Linked DNA regions of Rattus norvegicus: all the other regions are linked to region 1. The links are chromatin contacts, called in public Hi-C maps. All regions are on one chromosome and are shown on one strand. Each heading gives the region's core, a stretch centred on a gene start, on an enhancer-like site or on the middle of the called end of the contact. The rest is flanking DNA. Distances are from core to core; before and after follow the strand shown.

The links. A called contact is a pair of places that touch in the nucleus more often than the background predicts.
Region 2: a Hi-C map of liver shows a contact between it and region 1, with 4 times the contacts expected there. The contact joins two enhancer-like sites. A contact is called at or near these places in 2 of 12 Hi-C or Micro-C datasets (liver and prefrontal cortex).
Region 3: a contact with region 1 is called in a Hi-C map of liver, with 5 times the contacts expected there. The contact joins two enhancer-like sites. A contact is called at or near these places in 2 of 12 Hi-C or Micro-C datasets (liver and mammary epithelial cells).

What each region holds. Positions count from the first base shown.
Region 1 is chr6:124,096,546-124,100,269 of GRCr8, reverse strand. It overlaps LOC102550434 (a long non-coding RNA gene), which reads right to left. Exons shown (of 10, transcript XR_010052802.1): 3 at 1,101-1,242; 4 at 756-821; 5 at 272-420. Among named protein-coding and RNA genes, the nearest start is that of Cpg1, 57 kb to the right of the region's middle. Within about 2 kb of position 1,624, at least 24 of the 93 cell types and tissues checked have an H3K27ac peak or open chromatin away from gene starts, as enhancers often do. A contact at or near this core is called in liver, where this site is marked.
Region 2 is chr6:124,355,581-124,359,868 of GRCr8, reverse strand. The region is part of intron 3 of Foxn3 (forkhead box N3); the gene reads left to right. It overlaps LOC102550790 (a long non-coding RNA gene), which reads right to left. Exons shown (of 2, transcript XR_593158.4): 2 at 1-4,288. Among named protein-coding and RNA genes, the nearest start is that of Foxn3, 210 kb to the left of the region's middle. Within about 2 kb of position 1,683, at least 6 of the 93 cell types and tissues checked have an H3K27ac peak or open chromatin away from gene starts, as enhancers often do. A contact at or near this core is called in liver, where this site is marked.
Region 3 is chr6:124,378,590-124,382,714 of GRCr8, reverse strand. All of the region lies in intron 3 of Foxn3 (forkhead box N3), which reads left to right. Among named protein-coding and RNA genes, the nearest start is that of Foxn3, 190 kb to the left of the region's middle. Within about 2 kb of position 2,029, at least 16 of the 93 cell types and tissues checked have an H3K27ac peak or open chromatin away from gene starts, as enhancers often do. A contact at or near this core is called in liver, where this site is marked.

The sequences.
Region 1 (3,724 bases), core at 375-2,874:
TGGTCAGGAGTGGTGGCCCACACCTATAATCCCAGCATTGAGAAGGTTGGTTCAGGATGACTGTGAGTCAGAGTCTGACCAGCTACACAGTTGAGTCCTTGTTCAGAAAGCATAGGAAGGGGGTGGTTTTGCCATCAGCTGCCAGCCCTGTGCTCAGCCTGTTGTTTCGGGAACAGTGTATCTGGCAATTTCTAGCCGACCATGTATGTTAGTGGAGGCTAAGGTCCTTCCCAGGAAGCATCCGTGGGTTTCTCGCACCAAAGCCACTTACCTCGCTATAGGTTCAGGTGAGGTCAGCACAAGGACTGTAGAAGGAGACCCTCCCTACAGAAGGAGGAAGTTCCTCTGTGAGACAACAAGACCTTCCAGTGGATATCACCACACTCTGTTGTGGAGAGGGCAGCATGGGACCCTTCTGTTCTATAATGTGTGAGAGAGACAGGAGAAAAATCACATACCACACAGGAGCTTGAGACTAAAGGGGAGAAATGGCTTTACACTTGTGTATCTTCTTCACTGTGAATTGGGGGGAGGGTACCAATTTTGATTTTCTACAATATTTCTTTTACCCACAAATCAACACATATCATCTAACATATGATCTAATACAGTGCCAAGCACAGAGACCCTAAGATGTCTATATTCAACATTACATTCAGTTATTTATCCTGGTCAGTGGGTTTTGGGGCACCCTTAACCTCCTTGTTACTAAGACTTCATTCTTCATCTCATTTTCACGCTGGTCTGTGGTTTACCTTTGCGTATATTTTCTTTAATGATAATTCTGGAGGGTCCCTCCCGGGCAAAATTCAAACTTTTATCTGTGGAGGAAAACCCAAGGCTGGTTAGGATCCGTGGAGGTAGAGAAAAGGGAGGCGACCCTCCTCCCCCAACTTCTGTGGGTGCCCTCTTCCAAGACATTCTCTTTATTACCAATTGCCTTCTCCAAGTGAGAAAAAAATAAACTAATTTTATATCTATTCAGTCCAATAAAGCTCATTGTCCTACCTCCACCCCCCGTGATAAGAGGCAGGAACAGTTCATTTTCCATTGCTAAGCAACGGCAGAAAACAGTGATCGGCATCTGTGCCCGGCCTCACCGGCTGATAGGGATCGCTGTCTAAAGTTCATGTTTGCATTCTGAAGTCAACAGTAATTGTAGTTCCCGATTAGTCTTCATTAGGATAGTTTATGGCTGGCCTAACTCCAGTCTCCACTCAGTGGTTTGAATGTACTGTCTTCCTAGGGAAAGAAATATTTGGCAGTAAAAACCCTTGTGCGGATTTCCTCCGCTCATTTCCCTTCGGTGGGCCAGGAAAGTACGGTCCACACCCGTAGTTCCCTGGCCTGGGACAGCAAGGCCACTGTTGGAGGCATTGGAGGAATCGGGTGGAAAAGAAGGCTGTGTACTCCTGGGCTGGCTTCTGTCTACTCTACGGAAAAAGTAGGTCAGTGGCGCACAGGTCTGTTTGGTAAAAGAGTTCTTGCAATTTGGGGCCCAAAGCACGACCCGTCTTTCCAGAGCAAAGGTATGTAGGGCCTTTCTTTCCATAGACCTGAGTCTCCTGCCCGCCTGCCTGGCTCAGGAATGGGTCAAACACTGGCTTTACTGTAGTGGTTCAGTCTCAGCCAACTTGAAAGCGCCGCTCTAGGCCACCAGCTCCCAGGTGTTGACTCACCCTGAGGCTGAGAGCCTGGCAGCCTAATATGGCAGCAGCCCAGGCCCTTACATAACTTGCCCTTTTAGCCCTAGCTCAAAGTTCCAAGGCTGATCGGGGAAAACAAATACAGAAAACAGCTTCGAGCAATTCATGAGCGTGTTACCCTCCTTTTTAGACCCCATCCTCAGACGTCTGTTTACCCTCAGCACTTTTCAGAGACAGTGTGGCTCCTGACTGCCCTCCTATACCCCATCCCCTAGAGTTGCATTGGATTTCTTAGAGCCGTGGTGGAAAACAAGCCTACTTGCGCCCCCTAGTGTACATGCGAATCAAAGCATTGCAAATTGAGTACCAAGAGCTTGCCGCCTCCAAGAGATTGGGGCAGCCCCGTGTCTTGAGGTCTAGGGCGGGGACCAGAAACCATACTTAAGTCTTGTCCTCCACCCCACCCTCACCCAGTTGTGCTCTTCTTGAGCCTTCCGCTTGTAATCTAAATCAAGTACTCGAAACGCGCCAAGCTCATGGGAGACAAGGGAATCTTTGCTAGTGGCGGACAGTGTGGCCGGAAACAGACACTATCGAGTCAAAGTCCAGTTGTTTTGCTACAGTCGTTAAGTTGTGCCATCCGTGTCTCTCAGACCCTTTGGGGTGATGATTCCCTAACAGAAGGAGAAACTCTGAATTGAACAGCGAGTTTCTTGGAACCTGATCATCTTGTACGTCTTCTGTCACCAAAGGAAGATAGGAGAGAGTCCAAGAAAATACACAATCTGGTCAGAATCTGAGGTAGGGGCACTGAGACCTGAGGAGGGTACCAGGAACCATGAGGACACTAGGAAAAACTGAAAACCATCTTCTCAGGGTAAAGAGGAAATTTGCCTCCAGAAAGCTTGGATCCGCAACCTGAGTAAGTTACTTGGACACTCTTCCCAGGTTGACTCACTTGATTGAAGTCAAGCGCGGGCTGGCAAATGCATTTCATATCCTGCACCAACCTTAGTGAAGTATGAAGCCTAAAATGTTGAATTGAGAGTGTTCCTGAAGGTTCAGTTTGATAAAAAGTATCGTGATTGATTAATAATGTCTGCTGTGAGCATAGAACATATGAGTCCTGGCATACATGGTGAACATGCAAGGAAGTAGGGGCGTGTGTGTTTTGTACAGAAGATATGCCATAGTATTCATTATTTTCATTATAAGTGGGATTAAATTGATTCCTAAGTTTTCTTGGGTCTAGAGAACTTATTCTCACCATTCCCCTCCTTACTCTGCAAAACCCCATGACTGACCAACCGGAAGGCTGACGTGGGAGAAAAACAGAATGGCGGTGAGAATATGTCTGAGTTTCTCCTCTCCTAAGATACAGAGTTATGACACCACGGAGGGATTAACCGAATGTGACTGCAGGCGCAGAGAGCTAGCAAGTGCTTTGAGCATGTGGAGAAAGGGCGGGACCGTCCAAAAGCTCCTAAGTAGTTTACAGACACCCTTGTGAGTTACTCAGTCCAGAAGAGCTCACTGGAGAACAAGGTCACTGCCTGCACATCATAAACACAAGACGTGGAAGAGGTGGCTCCAGGGTACAGTGCTCAACTCCCTCTGACCCCGCAGACTGTTACACAGCCTCCTGTGGAAGAGAGCAGAAGTGATGTATCTCCTTCCCCGTTCTATTTGGTTGATGTCCTCTCTCTGTGTGGTTGCCACATCTTTAGGGAACTCACATAGCACCTCAGGCTGTCCTTAAGGCGCCTTTCACCATCTGAACTAAGTATCTGTAAAACGATTTGCACATCAGTTATTCTCTGCTAGCCTGGAAGGCTCGAGAGAAGTCCTGAACGTTATTTGTCACCGCGTCCTAGGGACCACCTAAAGGACTTCCTAGCACAGAGTAGATACTCAACAAATTAATGAGTTGGGTGTTGGGGGGTGGTGGGATGAATGGATGGAGGAATAGATGAGTGAAAGAAACTTTCAGAAATTAAAGATTGCTGGGGTTGGGGATTTAGCTCAGTGGTAGAGCGCTTGCCTAGCAAGCACAAGGCCCTGGGTTCGGTCCCCAGCTC
Region 2 (4,288 bases), core at 434-2,933, 260 kb before region 1:
TTTATAGTTTATGGCCTGCCTTCTTCTAGAGGCCCTGCACTAGGAATATGGATTCTCTGCACCTCGCCCAGCATCTCTTGCCCTTTTGTTCCCCACAAATGACGTTAAGTGGCCTGCTTCCCACATAGCCCAAGAAACACCCTTAGCTTAGGCTGAGTGAGCATGATGGGACTGGCTCTGAGGCTACTACTGCCAACCACTGCCCCCTTCCCCAGCTTCCTGGCAGATTGAACTTGAGGATCTGAGTGCAAACTGAGAGGAGAACCAGGCCCAGTGTGTAGGAAGCTATGTTGTAGCCTGGTAGGCCCCAGGGGTTAGCCAGTCACCGGGGTGAAAGGAACCTGGACCAGTCCAGACTTTTAGCCTCCTGAACCCGGGCAAAGTTTGTCCATGTGTTATGTGGCAACATGATAGAAATTCCAGCTGAGGCCCCTCCAGAAAGCTTAGTGTTACCTGATGGCAGGTGAGTGAACTTAATGGTTTCCAACTGCTATGTGAGAGCATCTCCTGACATAGAGCACAGGGGCCCAGAGCCTCCCACCTCCACCCATTCCCAGTTGTGCAGCCCTTCCCGAACCTCTGCTCTTTACTTTCTCCTCTGAGCCAGGCTGCTCCCCACCCTGTCCAGGAGGGGCTGTGGGGCTGCTCTTCAGAGCAGAGACCTCTGATAGGAAGCCCAAAACTCGCACACGTCACACACACACACACACACACACCCCGGGAGGTGCATGGGGACAGAGCTCAGCCTCTCACTGACTGTCCTGGCTGTGACTGGCTGTGACTGGATGGTTCTGTAAAGCTTCTGCTCCACTCTCATCCATCCCTTCCTCTACCGTCTGCATCTGAGCAAATGCCTTCTCTAGACCGGTGAGAAGTAACCTCAAGCAAGCTTCTATGTGTGATTACATTTTATTCCTCGTGTATATGTGGATGTATGTTATGTATGTGCAGATGCATGTTTGCATATGTATGACCACATGTGTGTGGGGTATATGTGCATGGGTGGTGCTGACACTGATGTCTGGACTCATTCATGGTTGCTTTTACACTCTATTAGTTGAGGCAAGGTCGCAGCACTCACCACTATGGCTTCTGCTCCTAGCCAGCTTGCCTGGGGAGCCTTTGTCTCCGCCTTCTGAGGCTGGAGTTATTGACCAACTCTCATGCTCATTTGTGGATTCAGGGAATCCAAACCCTGCCCTCATAATCAACCATTTAGCCAGCTCCCTAGCTCAGACAGACACACAGACAGAGACAGACATACAGAGACAGAGAGACAGAGGCAGGCATATACAAAGACAGACACACACACACACACACACACACACACACACACACACACACACACACACACACAGATGTGTGAGTTTTAAGCCCTTTATATTATCTCACAGTTAACCAGTACCTGCCCCTGTGCTGTAGCTGTGTTTGGAGAACTGCGTTAACAAGATGGCCATTTACTTCATGACCTTCCCTTCCTGGTAACAAGAGCAGATAGTTGTTGTGCTGTTGCTAAGTGCCGAGCCCAGTGTTGTCTTGTTTCATCCTCACCACAGGCCCAAGAAGCAGATGTTGTTACAGCAGTTCCATTTATAGACCAGAAAATTGGAGCTCAGAGCAGTTAACTATCTTGCCCAGGGTCACACAGCTGAGAAGTTGAAGTAAAACTTGGACTCCAGTCTTTAGGACTCAAGTTTCCATGCCAACCAAGCTTAAGGGCTGCCCTTTGAAACACTATTGAGTAATGCGCTTTATGGCTCAGAAAAATCAGTCAGTGTTGGCCCTGCACGTAATACAAACGCAAAATGGAGGATGGTAGGCCCTGTGGTGCCTTAGTTTGGTCAAGAAGTGTTGTAAATTGCACTACACAAGTACACGGCATAGTGAGGCACAGCCCCGCTAATGATTCATTGCTTCATTACTGATGAACACGACTTTTAGTGTGTCTGTTCATCTCCCCTCTCTCTCCTCCCTACAGGTGCTCCCTACAGGCTCCCTGTCTGGGAGCATCTGACTTAGATCTCCATTGGCGCCCTCTCCCTGAGTCCAGAAGGATCAGCCCAAATCTCTTATCAGAAAGTCCCCTTACCTGGGCCCTTCTCTTGCTGGAACCATAGAGGTTTTGAGTTGAACCTGAGCACAAGTGTGAGGCTCTAGGTCAGAGGGAGCCAGCGGTGCAGTGGCTTTGCACATGAAGCCTCCTTGAAGCCCAGCCACACTCGCTGGTTACATTTCTGCTTGCTTTTGTGTTGTCGTGGTTGCCAGGGTGGAGCTGTGTTGTCAACAACAGAGACCATGGACTTGAGAGATGGAAAGATTCTGTCTGGCCCTTTAAGAAAAAGTGTACCAAACCTGGCTGTAGCTAAACCAGTTGACAATAGAAATGTTAGGAGCTGGACCACTTCAGAGCTGGCTACAGGGTCAGTGAGGGTACAACAGAGGGAAGATGGGAGGCCAAGTTTGTGTTCAGTAGATATTTTCCCCCTTCATTCCCACCCCGCCTTTCTTTCTTTGTGAGACAGGATCCTTTGTAGCTTAGGCTGGTCTCAAACCTATATCTGAAGAGGACCTTGATCTCTTGGTGCCCTGCCTTCACCTCCCGGTGTTGGGATCACAGGTCCTAACCTCCACGCCTGGTTTTATTTAGTATTGGGGATTGAACCCAGAGCTTCAAGAATTCATAGACTGAGCATCCCCAGTAAATTCTTACAAATACCAATACCTTTAGTAGGTGGGGTCAAAGGTTAGGAATTCAACAGCATGTTGGATTTTTCTCTTGTCTTTCTTCTTCTAAAGCTTTCTCCCTTTCTCCTTCCCTTCCTCCTGTTCCTCCTCTCCCTCCTCTTCCCTCTGCCCTTACACAACTCAGTGCCTGTTGTCTTTAGATCTGATTACTGAGTCTGACCCAGACTTCTGGGCAAGCCGTGTCACCACCGCCAGTGTGTGTGTCCCTCACACAGCAGCGCGTCCTTGTCCTTTTGCTTCCCAGCTAGTGGGAAGCTTACCTTTACACCTCTGTGGAACCTAAGCTTCATGAAGGCAGGCAGCCCCCTTCTTGTGTGGCTTTTATTCATTAATGTCTCCTCCTCGGTGACTGGCAATGAATTAGATAAGAAGGGAACTCGTGAAGGAACAGACAAGTGAGTGCTGATTGATTGGTCATTATCAAGGTTGGGTAATGTTGGAAGTGTCCCCAGAAATGGCATGTGAGAACCATCAAAAAGTTGCTCAAGGTCACGGAGAGTACACACCCTCTTCCCTCTCATTTTAAACCAGGCTCCTGATGGCCACATTGCCCAAGTACAGCTCCTGAACACCACATTGAGTATGTCTGTCTTTACTGTCAGGAAAGACCTTTACCGTGGAAAGGGATGAGAAGGACCAAAGTTCCCGGCCGATATTGCCTTAGACTGATGTTTGCCGAACACTGTTGACCGACCCCCAGCTAGACATATCCTACCTTTTAACCAGAACATAAATACACGTTGCTTGCATGTATGTGCACACACAAACATCTCATTGCATGTTACTACCGGTATTTTCTGCTCTTTTCTGTTTGATTTTATCCAGTCCTTTAAAACAATCCTAGTTCTGACCTATTACGTTGGTTTCATGACCTGTTAGGGCATAGTGTCATATAGTTTGAAAAAATTAAGTTGACAATCTAGTGCTCTAATGCTAGGGAGATGGCCCAGCAGGTAAGAGCGTAGGACCTGAGGTCAAGTCCCCAGCACACACGTAAAGAGACAGGCTGGTGCCTGTGCCCACCGCTAAGCCTGGCTCTGGGAGAGTGGAGGAAGGAGGATCTCTGGAGCTGCTGACTGATGTCAGCCATGACACTTTGTTGTAGGGTAAGGCAGAGTGATAGAGCAGGACAGCTGGCTGGCATCCTTGTCCCTTCCTGCCCTTTCCACATAGTGCAAACAGCTTTGTACATGCACAGACATGCGCATGCAAACACACACACACATACACACTCATACACATACACACACTCATATATACATATACACACATACTCATACACATACACATACACTCATACATATACATACACACACTCATACACATACACACACACTCATACATACACATACACACTCAAACATACACACACTCATACACATACACATAAGCACCTATACATATACACATACACACACTCATACACATACACACACACTCATACATACACATACACACTCAAACATACACACACTCATACACATACACATAAGCACCTATACATATACACATACACACACTCATACACACACACACTCATACA
Region 3 (4,125 bases), core at 780-3,279, 280 kb before region 1:
TTAGTGTTGTCCAGTGAGCTGTATTGTACAGTGAAACTCTACTAAAGGATTAACGTAACTATCATCAGCTATAACCTATTTCACTTTATTCTGATCCCCCCACTTCTAATCCTCATAGTGAGATAATTTATAGCAAATCTTATCTCTCTTGCAAGAGGACTAAAAGACACACATAGCCACAAACCCATGTAGTTATAACACTGTCTCCCATTCCTGTCTTTCATACACAACCGTAGTGTTGGGATGTACCTGATGGTCCATCCAACAGCTCACCCGTTCAGACAGGGCCCAGTCATCCGATCTCACTGCTGGGTCTCCCAGGGTCCTTCCCTGACTAACTAGGAAGGAGAGGACCTTGTGCTATATGCATACGCTTCGTTCTCCTTCGTGTGTCTTTCCATGGAATTGTCACGTGTACTCTGTTGTTGTAAGTGGTTTATCTTGTCTGCTCTGACCTCTGAGACACCCCAGCCTGTGTGCTTCTTTGTTTCATTGATTACCCAGAATGTTCTGGAACATTAGTCTTTGCCTGTGAATTGGCACTGTGCTCCTGGTGAAATGCACCCAGATCCTTCCTGTGACGTGGGACCTGCTTCTTCCTTCTAGTATTGGGTAGAGAATTCTAACCTTCCGTAGAAGGGATGGCAACGGTGACCCGTGGAGGTGTGGCTTTTATTGTTGTTGTTTGTTTGCTTGTTTGTTTTTTAACTTTACCTAAGTATCTGTTTTGAAGTCTGTGTTCATTAGTTTTAGTTTGTGGGTTATTTTTAAGGATTTCCTCCATCTGTAGAGATGAATTTGATAAGGTTCCTCCCAGAAATATGATTCACAAGTAAGAGAGTACTGGCGTCATTCCTGAGTGGTCCGTGAAACTTCTTAGAACTCATTCATTTAACTCATTAGCATAGGCTTGTGTCAGACAAGGAAAGGAAATTCCAGCCTAGTAGGGGAGGTGAACTTGCAAAGCAGTGGCTTTATGAGGTTGCATAGACCCTTGCTCCTTGGGTCGTCTGAAAGAGGGTGAAGGAGTGACTGCAGCTCCTTGGTTTTTATGCAGACTGATAATGGGGAAGGCAGAGGTGGCTCACAGTGTACTGGCCTGGGTATTAGAGAGTGGGGTATTAGAGACTGATAATGGGGAAGGCAGAGGTGGCTCACAGTGTACTTCCTGGATATTAGAGACTGGGGTTCTAGAGCTGACTTAGTTGGAGAGGCTCTGTGATCTTGGGCGATCTCTGTTCCTCTCCCACCACAGACAGCTCCATGCATTTCATGCTTCCTCAGTGTTTACTTAGTGACTGGTCAGCAGAGCTGGTACACCTATCCCAGGCTTCCAGACCCACAAAGAGAGCTATCACCTTCCCTGTGTATGCCTCGGAGAGACACATGGGGTGAGTCCTGGACTCCCGTCAACGTCGGCCAATGTTGGCCAACTGCAGGCAGTCGTCACTGGAACCTGGGAATCAGTGTTTGATTTCTGAAACAATTGAGGCCAGAGCTGGGGCCAAGTCCTTTCTTTGCTGGGTTAAGTCTGCTGAAGACCCCTCCCCACAGGAGCAAAGTGACTGGGTTGTGCGTGGCCTTCCAAGGCCTTTCCTGCAAAGACATCCTAGGGGACGACGCAGCTAGGGAGTCACTTGATGCGATTCATCAAGACCCTGTGTGTCCTTGGGGCCTTTCTCATCTCCTCTGTCATCCAGTCAGCTGGTGGGAGCCAGCTCTTCCGAACATGAAGTCTTAAGGGACCCCGGGCTTAGATAAGGACAGTGACGTCAAGTGTCCTCTGGACCTACTGAGGTTCTAAGACCAGCTGTCACCATGCAGGCCTCACAGAGCACACACATCTGGCCAGATGTTGTAGTCTGGCACATGGACCAAGGGCTCTGGTTTTTGTTCTTTCTGCCTGCTCTGCTTTCTCTGTCTCTACATTTCCTAATGATACCTCTCTTCTCACAGGTCTAAGAGAACACTAGGTGAAGCTGGGCCTCTGCTTGTCCCTGGTCTACACAGGTCCGACCTCTGATCTGTCTCTTTTGACTTTTGGTTGTTGGTAGCTGTCACTCTGTCCTCTCTGGCCCTGGGGACAAGCTGCGGTCTCTACAGCTGTGATTGGTTGCCAAAAAGCTACTGTGTTACCTACCCTGAATTTTTTTTTTATTATTATTAACTTGAGTATTTCTTGTATACATTTCCAGTGTTATTCCCTTTCCCGGTTTCCGGGCAAACATCCCCCTCCCCCCTCCCCTTCTTTATGGGTGTTCCCCTCCCCATCCTCCCCCCCATTGCCGCCCTCCCCCCAACAATCTAGTTCACTGGGGGTTCAGTCTTAGCAGGACCCAGGGCTTCCCCTTCCACTGGTGCTCTTATTAGGATATTCATTGCTACCTATGAGGTTAGAGTCCAGGGTCAGTCCATGTTTAGTCTTTAGGTAGTGGCTTAGTCCCTGGAAGCTCTGGTTGCTTGGCATTGTTGTACCCTACCCTGAATTTTATGAAGACAATCCTGCCTGACTTCCTCCTTCCCGTGTGCAATGTTTAGTTGTGCTATTTCTTAGTCCTGTGGGAGAGGGTGAGGCTTGTTGGGGAAGCTCCACAAATTACCCGGCCATAGCAGATCATTGGTCTGTTTGTCTTCAACATTTTGGAGACAGCCATGCAGGATGGCAAATCCCGCACTCAGACAGGAGCTCACACTTGGTCTCACTGTTGGATTTCCCAGGGTGTTTTGTATTGTTTTCCCAAGTGGGACTTAAAAGGTAAGTTGAGTTCTTCAGCGACTGCTCTGCTTTTTGTGAGTGTGACCTTCTTTGGAAGTAGGTCTTTGAAGATATAATCGTGCTTAAAGTGGATTGGGATGGTCCCTATTTATATATAGGGGAGAGTCATCCCCCCTCCCCTCCACCCCCACACACAGGAAGAATGCCATGTAAGGTTGGGGCAAGATTCTAGAACTATCAGAAAATACACTTCGAAGTGGCCTTAATACCCAGCCTTGGCCGTGCTTTGTGACTGGGGCCCTAGGAAGCAGATGCAGTAGTGAAAGAAGGAGCAAGAGTACAGGTGCCTTCCTGTGCAAACCTGGCAGCTCAGAGAACCCCCCTCCTCCAGCCCGGGGAGAGGCCCTTGAACTTGAGTCCGCCCAGGTGGGGCTGACTGTGTGCTTCATAGGAGATGAGACTGAGGCTGTGTTTGTAGCTATGCAGCCGGGCTGTTGGTAGATTTGGGTCTGAACTGTGGTCGGTTTCCTGAGCTTAGGACCTTGTGTGGCTTCTGCCTCACCCATCTATCCAAGGGAGGTCATTAGGAACATGAATATGTTTGCACTGAAAAGGAAGAGGCCAGCCTGGGGTGGGGGTGGGGGTGGAGGACAGAGGCTTGGGTGTTTCTCTCACGGTCCACAGGCACTGATGCCCAGTAGGGAGGTCCGAGGTGGCCTGGGCATGGAGCTCTGCCTGGGACCCTTGTTGATAGGCCAGGCACTCCCAAACTGCCCTTTCATTAAGGTCAGTGACTCCACCAGGGTGCGAGCGAGCTTTCTTCATCACTCCTTCCTCCTCTTCCTCCTCTTCCTTTCTTCCCCCCAAATGAAAGCATTTTTAGAAGACTTTTTCCCTATCGGGATGATAGTAGGGGGCGTGGCTTGGACTTTTGTTTGGTTTCCAGATTTGAAAAGGAATTGTCCTGTTTAAAACACTGACAACACCCTGCCGAAGTCCACCGAAGTTTTGGGACCGGATGTACTTACTACTCCCTGGCTTTGACCTCTGTAGATCGCTAGTGCCGAGTGCCCAGCTTGCAGGTCACCTGTCTCCTCTGGCCTGCCTCTGCTGTCCTGGGGGTTGGCTCACTGGGCCTGGAGGGTGGCCTTTGCCTCCTGGATACTGGAGACTTGGTTAGCACTCCAGGACACACTCACTGTCTAGCATCTTTAAGGAGGTAAATGCCATAAAGGTGCCTTGTGTGGAGTCAGGGCAGCTCTGGTTTGTGGATCGTCATCCACAGAGGTCTTTCGGGTGGGAACATAAAGTCACGAGATTCAGCATGCTTAACGGTGAAAGCCGGAGTCAGATGGACTCTTGGTACGGAGTGGAGGGCCTGGCCGGAGTCCTCTGGAGTTTTGAATGTA